4 separate regions of the Mus musculus genome follow, and regions 1, 2 and 3 are each linked to region 4. The links are chromatin contacts, called in public ChIA-PET and HiChIP or PLAC-seq maps. All regions are on one chromosome and are shown on one strand. Each heading gives the region's core, a stretch centred on a gene start, on an enhancer-like site or on the middle of the called end of the contact. The rest is flanking DNA. Distances are from core to core; before and after follow the strand shown.

Region 1 (2,815 bases), core at 48-2,547, 190 kb after region 4:
GCCCCACAAACCTGGTCACTCAATGTTTTTTCTTCTTTTTTTCCCAGAACTAAAGTAGCTTTTAGCAAAGGACAACGTTTTTAAAGTCCTCCTCTTACATCTGTGCCCCAGCTCTATCTCTGCCAACTACAAGGCTTTGGATTAGCAATCTAATCTCTCCTTATTTGTCAGATTGGCCACTTAGTAACTACTTCCCAAATCATAGTTTGCTGGAATTAAAAGCACTTAAACAAGCAAAGCATGTTGGTCTATGCCTCACCGACAGTAAGAACCTACATGGTAGATAGAATCATTGCTTTCCTATCACTCTTAAGAAGGGACATTTGAATGTCAAACATAAAGTGACTATAGAAAATCTGGTCGCAGGTAGTCCCCATTGATTCATGGCGGTGCCTGGTAGCAAAAGGATACAGGAGGGCATATATGGGAGGGAGGGCAGGAGTGAGGAGGACAGGAGAGAGAGAGAAACAGGCGGCCGGAAAGCTACAGCTAGAGATTTGGCAGTGACTAAGAAAATGTTTGTTTTCATTTTTTTGATGTTATGTTCTCAAGTCACCCAAAAGCATTTGGCTGTCGTTTTTTTATATTGTCCTGGTTGCTAGCTGCAGGGGTGGGACAGAGATAGCCCAAATTACACTAGCAAACAAATGCAACCAGGAAAGATAGTGCCTACCACACTAAAATGAATTCCTACCAGGGATTTTTTTTTCTATGCTTCTCTGCTTTAGTAAATGGAGCATAGAAAACAAGACTGAAATTTTAAGATTTTTATTTAAATGTACCTTCATGAGCTGCAAACCACATGTGTATGGGCACCCTTGAGACCAGAAGAGGGCTTGAAGCTTCTGGAATGGAGTTACAGGCAGTTGTGCTAGGAACTGAACCTGAGAGTCCTCTGCAAAGGCAGTGTGTGCTCTTAACTACTGAGCCTTTGCTCCAGCCCATAACTAAATTCTCAAAGTGTCTGTACATCTAACTGTAGCTGTGGCTTCTCACGTGGTAAACCAGTTCTCATCCCATGGGCCGGCACAGTTGTTTGTGAGATGACAGCAGTGTGGGCAGATGCTCTGTTGCCCTTGAACCTCCATAATGCTTTTTTATGACTCTGCTTTCAAAAAGAAAAATCCCATACCAGGTGTGGTGGTGAATGCCTATAGTCCCAGTGCTCAGGAGGCAGAGGCAGGTGGATCTTTGCAAGTTCGAGGCCAACCTGGTTTTCAAAGAGAGTTCCAAGACAGCCAGAGCTACACACACACACACACACACACACACACACACACACACACACATGCACACACACACAAACTGTCTCAGAAAACAAAGGAGGGGGAGGAGCAGGAGGAGCAGGAGCAAGTAAGGACTTCTTTTGTACATTTTCTTCATCTGGTTAAGTTTAGGAGAGATTTATTTGTTTTCTACTTTCTAAATAAAGTGAGCCCTGGGGGGCTGGTGAGATGGCTCAGTGGGTAAGAGCACCCGACTGCTCTTCCGAAGGTCTGGAGTTCAAATCCCAGCAACCACATGGTGGCTCACAACCATCCGTAACAAGATCTGGCGCCCTCTTCTGGAGTGTCTGAAGACAGCTACAGTGTACTTAGATATAATAAATAAATAAATCTTTAAAAAATAAAAATAAAAAAAAAAAATAAAGTGAGCCTTGTTTTGTCCCTGTACAGGGAGAAAATAACATTTTTAATCTCTCTCCAAGTACTAGTTTCTCTTACTTTCCTTCCCTTGGCTTTGACCTCTACCAAATTTTTGCAGATCATATCATTTCTGCTAGAGTTGGCTATTGTTTACTTTTATATTATGGCAAATTAATTGAATTTATGACATCAACTCTCCCCTTTTCTATACAGTTCTGTCCCTGGACCTGAGACTGTTGAATTCCTTCTGTGTAACAAGGGACACTGCATGCACATAGGGCACAGGCATATATGTAGGTAAAACATACACACACACATACTAATAATAAAATAATTTTCATTAAAAAATAAATAATTAAATGTTAGCATTAGTCAGGTGTTTCTCTAATCTCTCAATTACTTCATTTGCTTTAAGAAAATGGCCAAGGGGCTGAAGAGATGGCTCAGTAGTTAAGAGCACTGGCTGCATTTTCAGAGGACCTGGGTTTGATTCTCAACACCCACATAGCAGCTCAAAACTGTCTATAACAACAGTTGACTCCCTCTTCTGGTCTCCCCCAATGCCAGGCTTGCACATGGTGCACAAACATACATATGGTGCACAGACATACATACAGGCAAAATTTTCATTCACATAAGAAATAAAACAAATAAATAAATATTTTTAGAAAAGAAAAAGAGGACAGGTATGGTAGCATAGGCCTTTAATCCCACACTCAGGAAGCAGAGGGAGGAGGATCTCTGTGAGTTCAAGGCCAGTCTGGTCTGCATGGCAAATTCCAACACAGCCAGGACTACATAGAAAGACCCTGTCTCAAAACAAACGAAAGGAAAACCATAACCAGGTGTCTTAGGGTTTCTATGGCTGTGATGAAACACTGACCAAAAGCAACTTGAGAAAGAGGTCTGTTTCACTCACATTTCCATGTAAAGTTCATCATCAAAAAGTGAGGACAGGAACTCAAACAGGGCAGGAACCAGGAGGCAGGAGTTGATGCAGAAGCGGGCGGGGGGCGGGGGGGGGGCTGCTTACTGGCTTGCTCCTCATGGCTTACTCAGCCTTTTTTATAGAAACCAGAACCACCAGTCCAGGGATAGCACCACCCACAATGGGCTGGGCCCTCCCATATCAAACACTGATAAAGAAAGTGCCCTACAGGCTTGCCTAT
Region 2 (3,016 bases), core at 502-3,001, 170 kb after region 4:
CTGACACACAGAGAAAGGTGCTGTGGTGGTTTGAAGGATAAATGCCCCCCATAGGCTGACATTTGAATATTTAGCCCTCTGTTGGTGGAAATGTTTGGATAGGTTTAGAAAGTGTGTCACTGGGAAGAGTATTTGAGAGTTTAAATACCAGAGCCATTTCTAGTTAGTTCTCTGCTTTCCATTTGTGGTTCAAGATGCCTACTGTCTCTGCCAGCTGTTTGCTGCCTGCTGTGTGCTGCCTCTGCTATCACAGATTCTGACTCTCTGGAACCCTAAGCCCAAGCAAGCTTTATCTTCCATGAGTTGCTCTGACCATGGTGTTTTATGACAGCTACAGAGAAGTAACTAATAAAGGCAACATTTGATGAGAACTGTCTTCATCTGCATTCTATTGCTGTGAATACCATGACCACAGCAACTCTTCTAAAGGAAACCACTTCAATGGGACTGGCTTATAGTTCTAGAAGTTTAGCCCATTATCATCATGATAGGAAGCATGGTGGTGTACAGGCAGACATGGTGAAGGAGGAGGAACTGAAGAGTTCTATATCCGGATGGGCAGACAGCAGGAAATGAATGTCACACTAGACCAGGCTGGAACACCTGAGACCTCAAAGCCCAACCCCCAGTGACACACTTCTTCCAATAAGGCCACACCACCTAATAGTGCCACTTCCTCTGAGCCTATGGAGGCCATTTTCTTTCAAAATACCACAAGCACTGAGCAGCTATTATTACATATAAGACAAAGGGTGAGCAATAGTTTTCTATTTGGTCAGTTCCCTTCAAAGGAATTTACATGTATTATCTTGTGGCTGTCATGGCTTGGGAAGTTTCCTAGGATGCTGTCTGAAGGCTTCTAGGCATCCGATCTCTAGATTTGGGTTCTCTCCACTGTCATCACACATCCATACCACATGACATTCTAATGCATGAGGTCATCCCAAACAATGAGAAGCCCTCATAAGCCATTGTGGGAAAGAAGCATAAAGCCAGCATTTCAAAGTGGTGGTTGCTATATGCCAGACTGCTAAGGAAGGAGCCTAGCTGAGTCTGGACTCCCAGAGAAGCTGAGGCTGGAAATAAGCTGGAATTGATGAATAAGTCAGAGTGGGGGGAAAGAGTTAGCACACTGGAAAGGTTCAAACCAAAGTTATTGGAGCAAAGAACTCTACAAATAGGAACATAGATGGTGAGTGCTGAGAGCTGCAAGGGGTGTGGAGAAGAAAAAGCTGAGGGAGGGGAGGAGGCAGGAAACAGGAAAGAGTCAGCCTTTAGGGGGTCCTGGGGCCTTATCATTGGCTTGAATTTTATTATTCATTCATTCATTTATTTATTTGAGACAGGGTTTCTCTGTGTAGCCCTGGATGTCCTGGAACTCACTCTGTAGACCAGGCTGGCCTCAAACTCACAGAGATCTGCCTGCCTCTGCCTCCCAAGTGCTGGGATCAAAGGTGTGCACCACCACCACCCGGCTTGGACTTTATTTCAAGGGTAATAGGGAATTGCTGGGGGATTCTAAGCAAGAGTGTGAGATTAAACCAGTTTGCACCAGAGACACAGCCTCAGCAACAAGGCTACAAGAACAGTCTCACAGATTCAGGTAAGAAATAATGAGGCTCTGAAACAGGACAGTAGAGATCAGATAGAAAGGAAGTCAGTTTCAAGATGGCAGCATGATGTAACATAGCATGAGTCACTAGCAAGACACCTAACAGACATTTGCAGAACACGGCATGTTCTACAAAAAGCAGAGAGAGGATGGCTACTTCAGCAGTCACTAACCATGTCTTCCCATGAGAACAAGCTTTAAAAGAGCATGTCTCAGCAATTTGGGGGACATTCTCATTAGCATATTGCAAAAGAAGCCATGCTCCATTACCTAAGTGAATAACTTCCTTTTCTTGTGGCTTGGTTGAGTTGCAACTGATACAGTAAAAAAATGTCCTTAATTAAGGAATCCAACTTGATGAATGCAGATTCATGTATAGACTGGCATCACAATTTATTCCCCTCCTAAGGAATCTTTCCACCATATTATTTTATTTTATTTCTGCAATGTAAACAAGAGTTGTTTTCTTAGAAATCTTAAAACACACAATATAGTATTAATTACTGCAGGTCCTGTGGCATATATATGATAACTTTCATCTGCTGTAACTCAAACTTTGTAGCCTTTTACTAAGACTAAACTTCTGTCTATCCCTCCCACAAGCCAATACACAACAGCCAATACACTCTCTCACACATACCCACATACACTTACACACATGTGAATGTTCATATGCCCCACACCCACACACATGTGAATGTACGTATATACATATGCACACTTGTATACCATACACATACAAAAATAATAAAGTAAGATAGGTTTGACCGTGTCTTCCTTCCAACCCTCTATTAAACCTTTTTTCTAATTTAGAAACAGACAGTATAACTCATGTCATCCTCTGTGGGGCTGGAGATATGGACAGCTCAGGGGTTAAGGTGCCCTTTCTCAGGGCCTGGGCTCCATTCCTGGTACCCACATGATGGATGGTTCACAGCTGCCTGTTGCAGGGGATCTGATGCTTTCCCTCAAGTTGTTGAAGAGAGGTGTCCTAGAGAGCTTCGGATGTTACAGAACATCACCATCGCTCTTGTTTATCCACCAGTACATGGCGGTGATGCCCATTGCCACCATGCACATTGGTCATAGGATATGGAGAATTCAAACTGCTACAGGCTTGCTAAGCCTCTCCTCAGCTTTCACAGTACCAGAAGGTGCTATGTAGGCTTCTGTGAGGGGTGGGGGGCACATTTATCAACAGTCTTACCCAGCTGTGAACTCTGTGAGCTGCAATAATGACCAGCATGGCAAGATACACCCATGGGTACAATTGTGGTACCTGTGTTATGGAGATAACATACCACTTTCGGATAGGATTCAAGGCCCACTCACAAGGAAACAAATACCTGGTGCTATAAATCTAGCCAAGAGCTCATGGCTGGGAGCCCGTAGATAAGCCCCAAG
Region 3 (3,074 bases), core at 291-2,790, 140 kb after region 4:
CCCCAGAGCTCGTGTCTCTAGCTGCATATGTAGTAGAAGATGGCCTAGTCGGCCATCACTGGGAGGACAGGCCCCTTGGTATTGCAGACTTTATATGCCCCAGTACAGGGGAACACCAGGGCCAAGAAGTGGGAGTGGGTGGATAGGGGAGCAGGGTGGGGGGAGGGTATAGGGAACTTTCGGGATAGCATTTGAAATGTATATGAAGAAAATGTCTAATAAAAAAATTTTTTTAAAGTTACTGAGTGCAATTGTTTTTTAATTGGGCAAGTTTGGAGTCTACCATGCCTGAACTTGATATATAATCAAACACTATGCAATTATATACTTGCATGGCCTTCCCTTCCCCAAGGTCACTCTCTAGATTAGAACAAAAAGCATTTCTCATTTGTCTTCTAAGTCACCTGGAGAGTCGGACCTCTTCTGCTTGGGTCCCTGTGAGTTCCCCTGAAGCCATACATATCTAGGTTGAGTGTTTGCATTGCCTAAGACTCTACCTAGCTCTTCTCTACCTATTCAATCTCTAACATTGGTGACCCCAAAGTGGCACTCCCTGAAAACCATTTCCAGTGTCCGTACTCTTTCCTGTTAGTCAGCTAATAAATCTCCCTTACAGCCTTTTCCAAGTCTCCATGGGCCCTGTGACTCACCCCTCAAGGACTCTCTCAGGGTTGGTTGTCCTCAAAAAACAATCCGCTGGCTTCCTTGCCCCCTCACTGGGATTGTTCTCTCATCTGTACTGCCACCATAACCTGGCCTGTGCCAGCAGCAGAGTAAGTCCTTGCAGGATGCCTCAGACACAGGAATACACAAATGTCCTTCTTCAACCCCAGGGAAAAGCAGGTCCCTGGAGAGAGCAGAGGCCAGGAGTTACTCTTTTAGACTGCAAGGTAAGTCTTGTCCAAGCAAGGAGTGGGATCACATTGTAAATCATCATTCAGCCATGGTTTCAAAAGGTGAAGATCTCCCAAAAGCAGATCCTCAGAAGTGAGAGAACAAGCAGAGGGCTGGGAAAAAACTGACCAGGTGATTCTTCAAAAAGAAAGGACTCAAGACAGAAGTGGTCATCAGAAGCCATCAAAGTGCTTTCATTATGGGCCACGTGGTTAGAGATTCTCTGTATGTTCTCTAAAGCTCAAAGCTGAGTCCAGATGACATGTGGTAAACACTAGGGATGGATGAGATGAGGAAGACAGAAGTCCCTGCCCTTAGCTTCTGGTCCTGCAACTGAGATAGAAATAAAGGTATGAAGAATATAAAGCAAGGTAATATTTAGCAAGCGTTATGATAGAGAGCAAGGCCAGCGCTGGGACCTCTTGGGGTAAGGGCAGTCTTCTCTGAGGGGAAGTGCAAAGAAGATAGACTTTGAATCTGGATCAGAGATGGAATAGAATGTGATTAAAGCAAAGATGATAGATTTGGAGAGCACTCCCAACAAGAGAGCTTAAAGAAAATCCGTGCATGCTCCCAGAACACTGAGGACAGATAATCAAGTTCACATTCTCTCTGGTGTCCTGGGGTCAGCTGGGCACAAATCATGACCTGAAGATGACTGCCTATGTTTACTAAGTCAAAGATAACAGTCTTCTCTGCAGTGAGTTCCCACTGTCCAGTGAGTCATTTGTCATATGCGATCACCTAGCCACATTCCTTTTGTCTCTGCCTAGAGTATTAATGATTACAAGGTAAGTTCTTCGCAGACAGGTATTAAAACAATTTAAAGAGAAACTAGATAGAGGAAAAACAAAACCCAACTTATCTGCAGGATCCTCTGACTCATGAACATTTGCTTGGATGTTTTTTTCTTAGTCATTCTTGTATGCAAGAAAAGTTAAGCAAGAGACAAGAGGCCAGTGGCAAAGTCTGAGGTCTTGGCAGGACTCACAGGCTATAGCTGTGCAGGAAATGATGACCAAGGAGCACATTGCTCTGCCAGCTCCTACAGCCTCTGGAAGCCACCCAGCAGGAGGAGCTCTGTGCTGGAGTCATGCATGCCGCTTGCTGAACTGTGGTTTCTAACCCTAGTCAGGTGACTATAGCATGTAGTTTTTTGCTACCCCACTTTAAGGTCCAGGCAGTCTGTGCTACCACCCCATCCAGGTTCCTTTGGATCCGTGGATGAAACACATACACACATAAGCCGGGCATGGTGGCACATGCCTTTGATCCTAGCACTCTGGAGGCAGAGGCAGGTGGATTTCTGAGTTTGAGGTCAGCCTGGTCTACAAAAGTGAGTTCCAGAACAGCCAGGGCTATACAGAAAAACCCTGTCCCAAAAAAAAAAGAAAAAAAGAAAAAGAAAGAAAGAAAGAAAGAAAGAAAGAAACAAACAAACAAACATTAACTTATTTTCAACCTGCTTTATTGGCTCAATTGTTGGGCACTTCTAATCTCCTGCACTAGTGTGCCCTTTCCAATACTCTTAGTTTAGCACCTCTTAATCTGCCCTCATTTCAGTTGCTTAGTTACCAGCTCAACACCCTAAATCTGTCCTCAGCTCAGTTATGTTTCTAATCTCCCACCTGGAGGAGCAGTCTATAGCCACTTTGCCCCAAATCTCACATTGCTGGTCACCTTTTCTCCCTCCGAAGTGTGGTGAAAACTCCTTCTCCTGTCCACATCTGCTAGCCTGTCTGTGGGAAAACTGGAAGTCCCACCTATTCCGCCTAGCTCATAGCCACTAGCATCTTTATTGATCGATCAAGAACCAATTGGGAAACAGGACTTTAGCATCAGAACCAACCCCTCCAGGTGATGGCCAGCATAACTTGAAAGGAAGTACCAGAAAATGACATGGGATCCCATCCTTGGTCCCCATCCACAACAACTCTCTCTCTAACTTCCTGAAAGTCACTTCCTGACTCTCAGCCTTCATTTCCTCCTTCCCCCAAATAAAATGCTTCACTGATCTCAAAGCCAATATAAAGATCAATACTTCAGTGTCAACCAAAACATGTTCCATTAAATCTGATCTATGTTCCCTTTTAACAGATGACTTGAGAGAACTTACTTAACCTGTCTTTGAGCCCTGTCTTAGTTAAGGTTTCCATTGCTTCAAAGAGACACCATGACCA
Region 4 (2,984 bases), core at 477-2,976:
AATGACAGGCTGGCTATTCCTCAGGATAACCTGACGGGACCAGAAGCTCCCAGGAATAGAAGGGATTGGTGTGATGCTACACTCTAAAAAAATCTAAAAATCACTTCTCTCCAGTGCTAGTAAAATGCAAGGAGAAGCAATTTCAGCCAAGCCAGTTCACCTCAAAAACACTCCTTTCTAGAACCAGAGGCTGACACTAAGCTATCCCCCCAGAAGAACTGTGGGTCACACATAAATCAACACCCGACCTTAGAGCAAGATATGACCTTCAGAACACTTTGAACCTGCCACTAGCTCACTGGGAAAAATTCATTTATGAGCATCCCAAAGATGATGATGTCTGTGTGTGCACAGTATTTCCAGGGAGCCAAGTTAACAGCTGTTTCCTCACCTCTGTGATGCAACCATTGGGCACAAAAGACATTTAAAAGATTGAGTTCAAAAGCCTTACTACCATCAGCTTAGGCATTTCACCCTAGCCCTTGTCTTGGTCCAAGCTTGCCCAACACACACACACACACACACACACAAAAGCAATATATCAGAGAGATTCAGGGATCCAGGGATGGGGCCACTCCCACTGAATCCACAGGCTTTACCGTACTGGTGTTGAAATGACTCCTAAAGTTTGCGTGCTAGTTAGCCAAGCAGATGCTGGCAGTCTAAGCCCTTAGGAATTCTTGAAATCACATGTCCATTCTTGCAAATTTCTTCAGAAATTACTCAGTCTCTTTAATCAACACAAAAGTGTCAAAATAAAAAAACAAGTAAAATTGTTTGGGGAGGGGGGGAAGCCTTTGGCCCACTCATGGTTTATGAAGTCCATGTGGCCAGTTACAGTGGGGGAAATGAGGGTTCTTCTCCTGTGACCTCAAGTGGGGAGCTGCAGTGCTGGGAGTACCTTGAAGGGAGGCCAACAACGCCAGAAACAATACACTTAGCTTGCTCCTTCTCTCCCTGCACCGAGTTGACCTTGCAAAGATTCTCAGGCTATCAGGGATTTTGTGGACCCCATACCACTTTACCTACATTCACAAGTGCCGTTTAAGGGGTTTGCAATATTTACATATAGAACTGAGAGATGGTGATGGAGGAGTCCTTTATGAAAATAATGACAATAATGGCTTGCCACAAGGTGTCAGTATATGTTGCCGCACAGTAAATCAGCTCTAGTTAAATCTATGTACAGGATCATATATCAGAACCAGTGGCTGTGTGTGTTTTATGTTCCGGCATTAGCATAAAAGTGCCCGCCTCCTGCTGTTTGTATTAAAGAGAGCCACTGAAACACTAGAAACAGAGAAGAAACACAGAAATAGGGAAGTGCTGTTGCCTCCTCCTCTCACCTAGACTCTGTTCCTTTTCCCACCTCTGAGCCAGTGTGTCCTCTAGCATAGAGTGGCCATCCCTCTCTCTTCCCTCCCCTTCCTCCTTTGCCCTCTGAGCGTCTTGCCTGTGTTCATCTTGCTCTAAAGTTACCAAACTACAGCAATATCTTTTGAGGGGTAAGATGAGACCAGAACACATCAAAGTGTCCACACAAGAGAAGTGACACAGGTCCCCTTTCAGACAGCAGAATCTCTAAACCAAAGGTCAACTGCCACTTACCTTTTTGCCATTCACAAAGAAGACCAACTCATCTACCGTTGTCCTCGTCATCGTGACGGCCGGAGTCCCCGAGCTGCTGCGAGGTGCTTGTAGATATCACTGCCTGCAACTTGAAAGATACGCCTCCCAGCAAAATGAAACAAAGTTAGCCAATGAGAAAGAAGCAGCTCCAGGCATGGACAGCTCTTGGCAAGAGTCACAGGTTTGCACAATCCAGGAAGGACCAGACAGCCAATCCACAGATCCTACTCTGTCCTCCTAGTCAAAGTGCACAGAGGAAAGTGCAGCCGTAGATTAAGGAAGCCTGCATCTTGGCACCAGATGACTGTGAATTCTGGGCACCTGCCCTTGTGAAACCTGCTTCATCCTCCTCCCACTTGCCATACCAGGAAGAGCAGGGAAGGAGCAGTTTGCCAGCCACTGAGGCTGATTCACTCTCTTCCCGTTCACACTTGTTATTTTCCCAAACCGGCTCACCCTGACACAGGCTCGCCACTGGCCTGCACAGCTCACTCTCTCAGGGCCTGGCAGAATGTGAAGGTCAGAGACACAGACCCTTATGTCCAGACTCAAACCCTGACCTTTGACTACAGCCTGTCACTTATCGCCTGCAGGACTCAGCTGTTTCTTCCTGGAAAAGGGACATCAGGATGACACCAAAAGCAGAAAGCTGAAAAGCAAAAGGTCTCTCGGGCGTGCCTTATAAACTTGCAGAGAATGGAAATAATCACTTTTGAACAGTCACAGGAACAATCCCAATAACAAATCATGTTCCAGAATTTCACAAAACTTGTCAAATTATCAGAGGAACTCATACACCAAAACATATTACAAGCACCAAGTAAATAAAATAAGCTAATACAACAACACCCACCACAGTCTGTTAATAGAGCTGAGAGCCCCCAGCTCCATCAAGGACCATTAGCTTCTGGTGTAAATGCCTATGCACAGCATCCACTCAGACAACACTCGTGGGCTCTCCTTGCTCCACCTCCCACCACTCCATTCCACCCATCTTCACATCAGCAGGCACTCTGTCCTTCCCCAGCCCTGCAGTCACTCAATCACTCAGCCAACCTACAGGGACACATGTGTCATCGTCCTGGAAGACCACAGAAAAGGAAGAAAAGTGCATGGTCAGATGAGCCTGGTGCAGCAACAACATTTTGGGAAACAGGACTCCTGGGACAGTCACATCATCAACACAACGCCCCTTTGCTGGCACAGCCCTGACGGAACCAAGAATGAACTTATTTGTCGGTCAATTGATATCCCAGTTTACCCTTAGACTTATGCACCAAATCCCTTCAAGTTTCTCGGTCCAGGATATTCTGGTCATCATAAAACAGTACTTGCTACCCGGAATCAAATTCCTT

The links. ChIA-PET counts read pairs in DNA pulled down with a chosen protein or histone mark. HiChIP or PLAC-seq counts read pairs in DNA pulled down with a chosen protein or histone mark.
Region 1: an RNA polymerase II ChIA-PET map of effector CD8 T cells shows a contact between it and region 4, with 8 read pairs. The contact joins the enhancer-like site here to the promoter of Xdh in region 4. A contact is called at or near these places in 4 of 39 promoter capture datasets (the C10 cell line, hippocampal neurons and liver), 2 of 15 datasets of contacts at CTCF or cohesin (the NIH/3T3 cell line and pro-B cells), 2 of 484 Hi-C or Micro-C datasets (bone marrow-derived macrophages and liver), 8 of 115 datasets of contacts at active chromatin or transcription factors (the NIH/3T3 cell line, bone marrow-derived macrophages, craniofacial prominence and 4 more) and 1 of 9 other capture datasets (adipose tissue).
Region 2: a contact with region 4 is called in an H3K4me3 HiChIP or PLAC-seq map of bone marrow-derived macrophages, with 4 times the contacts expected there. The contact joins the enhancer-like site here to the promoter of Xdh in region 4. A contact is called at or near these places in 6 of 39 promoter capture datasets (the C10 cell line, hippocampal neurons, liver and 1 more), 1 of 15 datasets of contacts at CTCF or cohesin (pro-B cells), 3 of 484 Hi-C or Micro-C datasets (large pre-B cells, liver and peritoneal macrophages), 3 of 115 datasets of contacts at active chromatin or transcription factors (bone marrow-derived macrophages and vascular smooth muscle cells) and 2 of 9 other capture datasets (adipose tissue and macrophages).
Region 3: a contact with region 4 is called in an HNF4G HiChIP or PLAC-seq map of pancreatic cancer cells. The contact joins the enhancer-like site here to the promoter of Xdh in region 4. A contact is called at or near these places in 1 of 39 promoter capture datasets (liver), 1 of 15 datasets of contacts at CTCF or cohesin (the NIH/3T3 cell line), 1 of 484 Hi-C or Micro-C datasets (liver) and 2 of 115 datasets of contacts at active chromatin or transcription factors (bone marrow-derived macrophages and pancreatic cancer cells).

What each region holds. Positions count from the first base shown.
Region 1 is chr17:74,139,379-74,142,193 of GRCm38.p6, forward strand. No RefSeq gene overlaps it. Among named protein-coding and RNA genes, the nearest start is that of Gm31235, 60 kb to the left of the region's middle. Within about 2 kb of position 1,298, at least 6 of the 459 cell types and tissues checked have an H3K27ac peak or open chromatin away from gene starts, as enhancers often do. A contact at or near this core is called in effector CD8 T cells and memory CD8 T cells, where this site is marked.
Region 2 is chr17:74,121,375-74,124,390 of GRCm38.p6, forward strand. No RefSeq gene overlaps it. Among named protein-coding and RNA genes, the nearest start is that of Gm31235, 42 kb to the left of the region's middle. Within about 2 kb of position 1,752, at least 9 of the 459 cell types and tissues checked have an H3K27ac peak or open chromatin away from gene starts, as enhancers often do. A contact at or near this core is called in bone marrow-derived macrophages, where this site is marked.
Region 3 is chr17:74,087,546-74,090,619 of GRCm38.p6, forward strand. No RefSeq gene overlaps it. Among named protein-coding and RNA genes, the nearest start is that of Gm31235, 8.2 kb to the left of the region's middle. Within about 2 kb of position 1,541, at least 58 of the 459 cell types and tissues checked have an H3K27ac peak or open chromatin away from gene starts, as enhancers often do. A contact at or near this core is called in the NIH/3T3 cell line, bone marrow-derived macrophages, liver and 1 more, where this site is marked.
Region 4 is chr17:73,948,470-73,951,453 of GRCm38.p6, forward strand. Xdh (xanthine dehydrogenase) reads right to left here and starts at 1,727. Exons shown (of 36, transcript NM_011723.3): 1 at 1,609-1,727. The coding sequence starts at 1,659.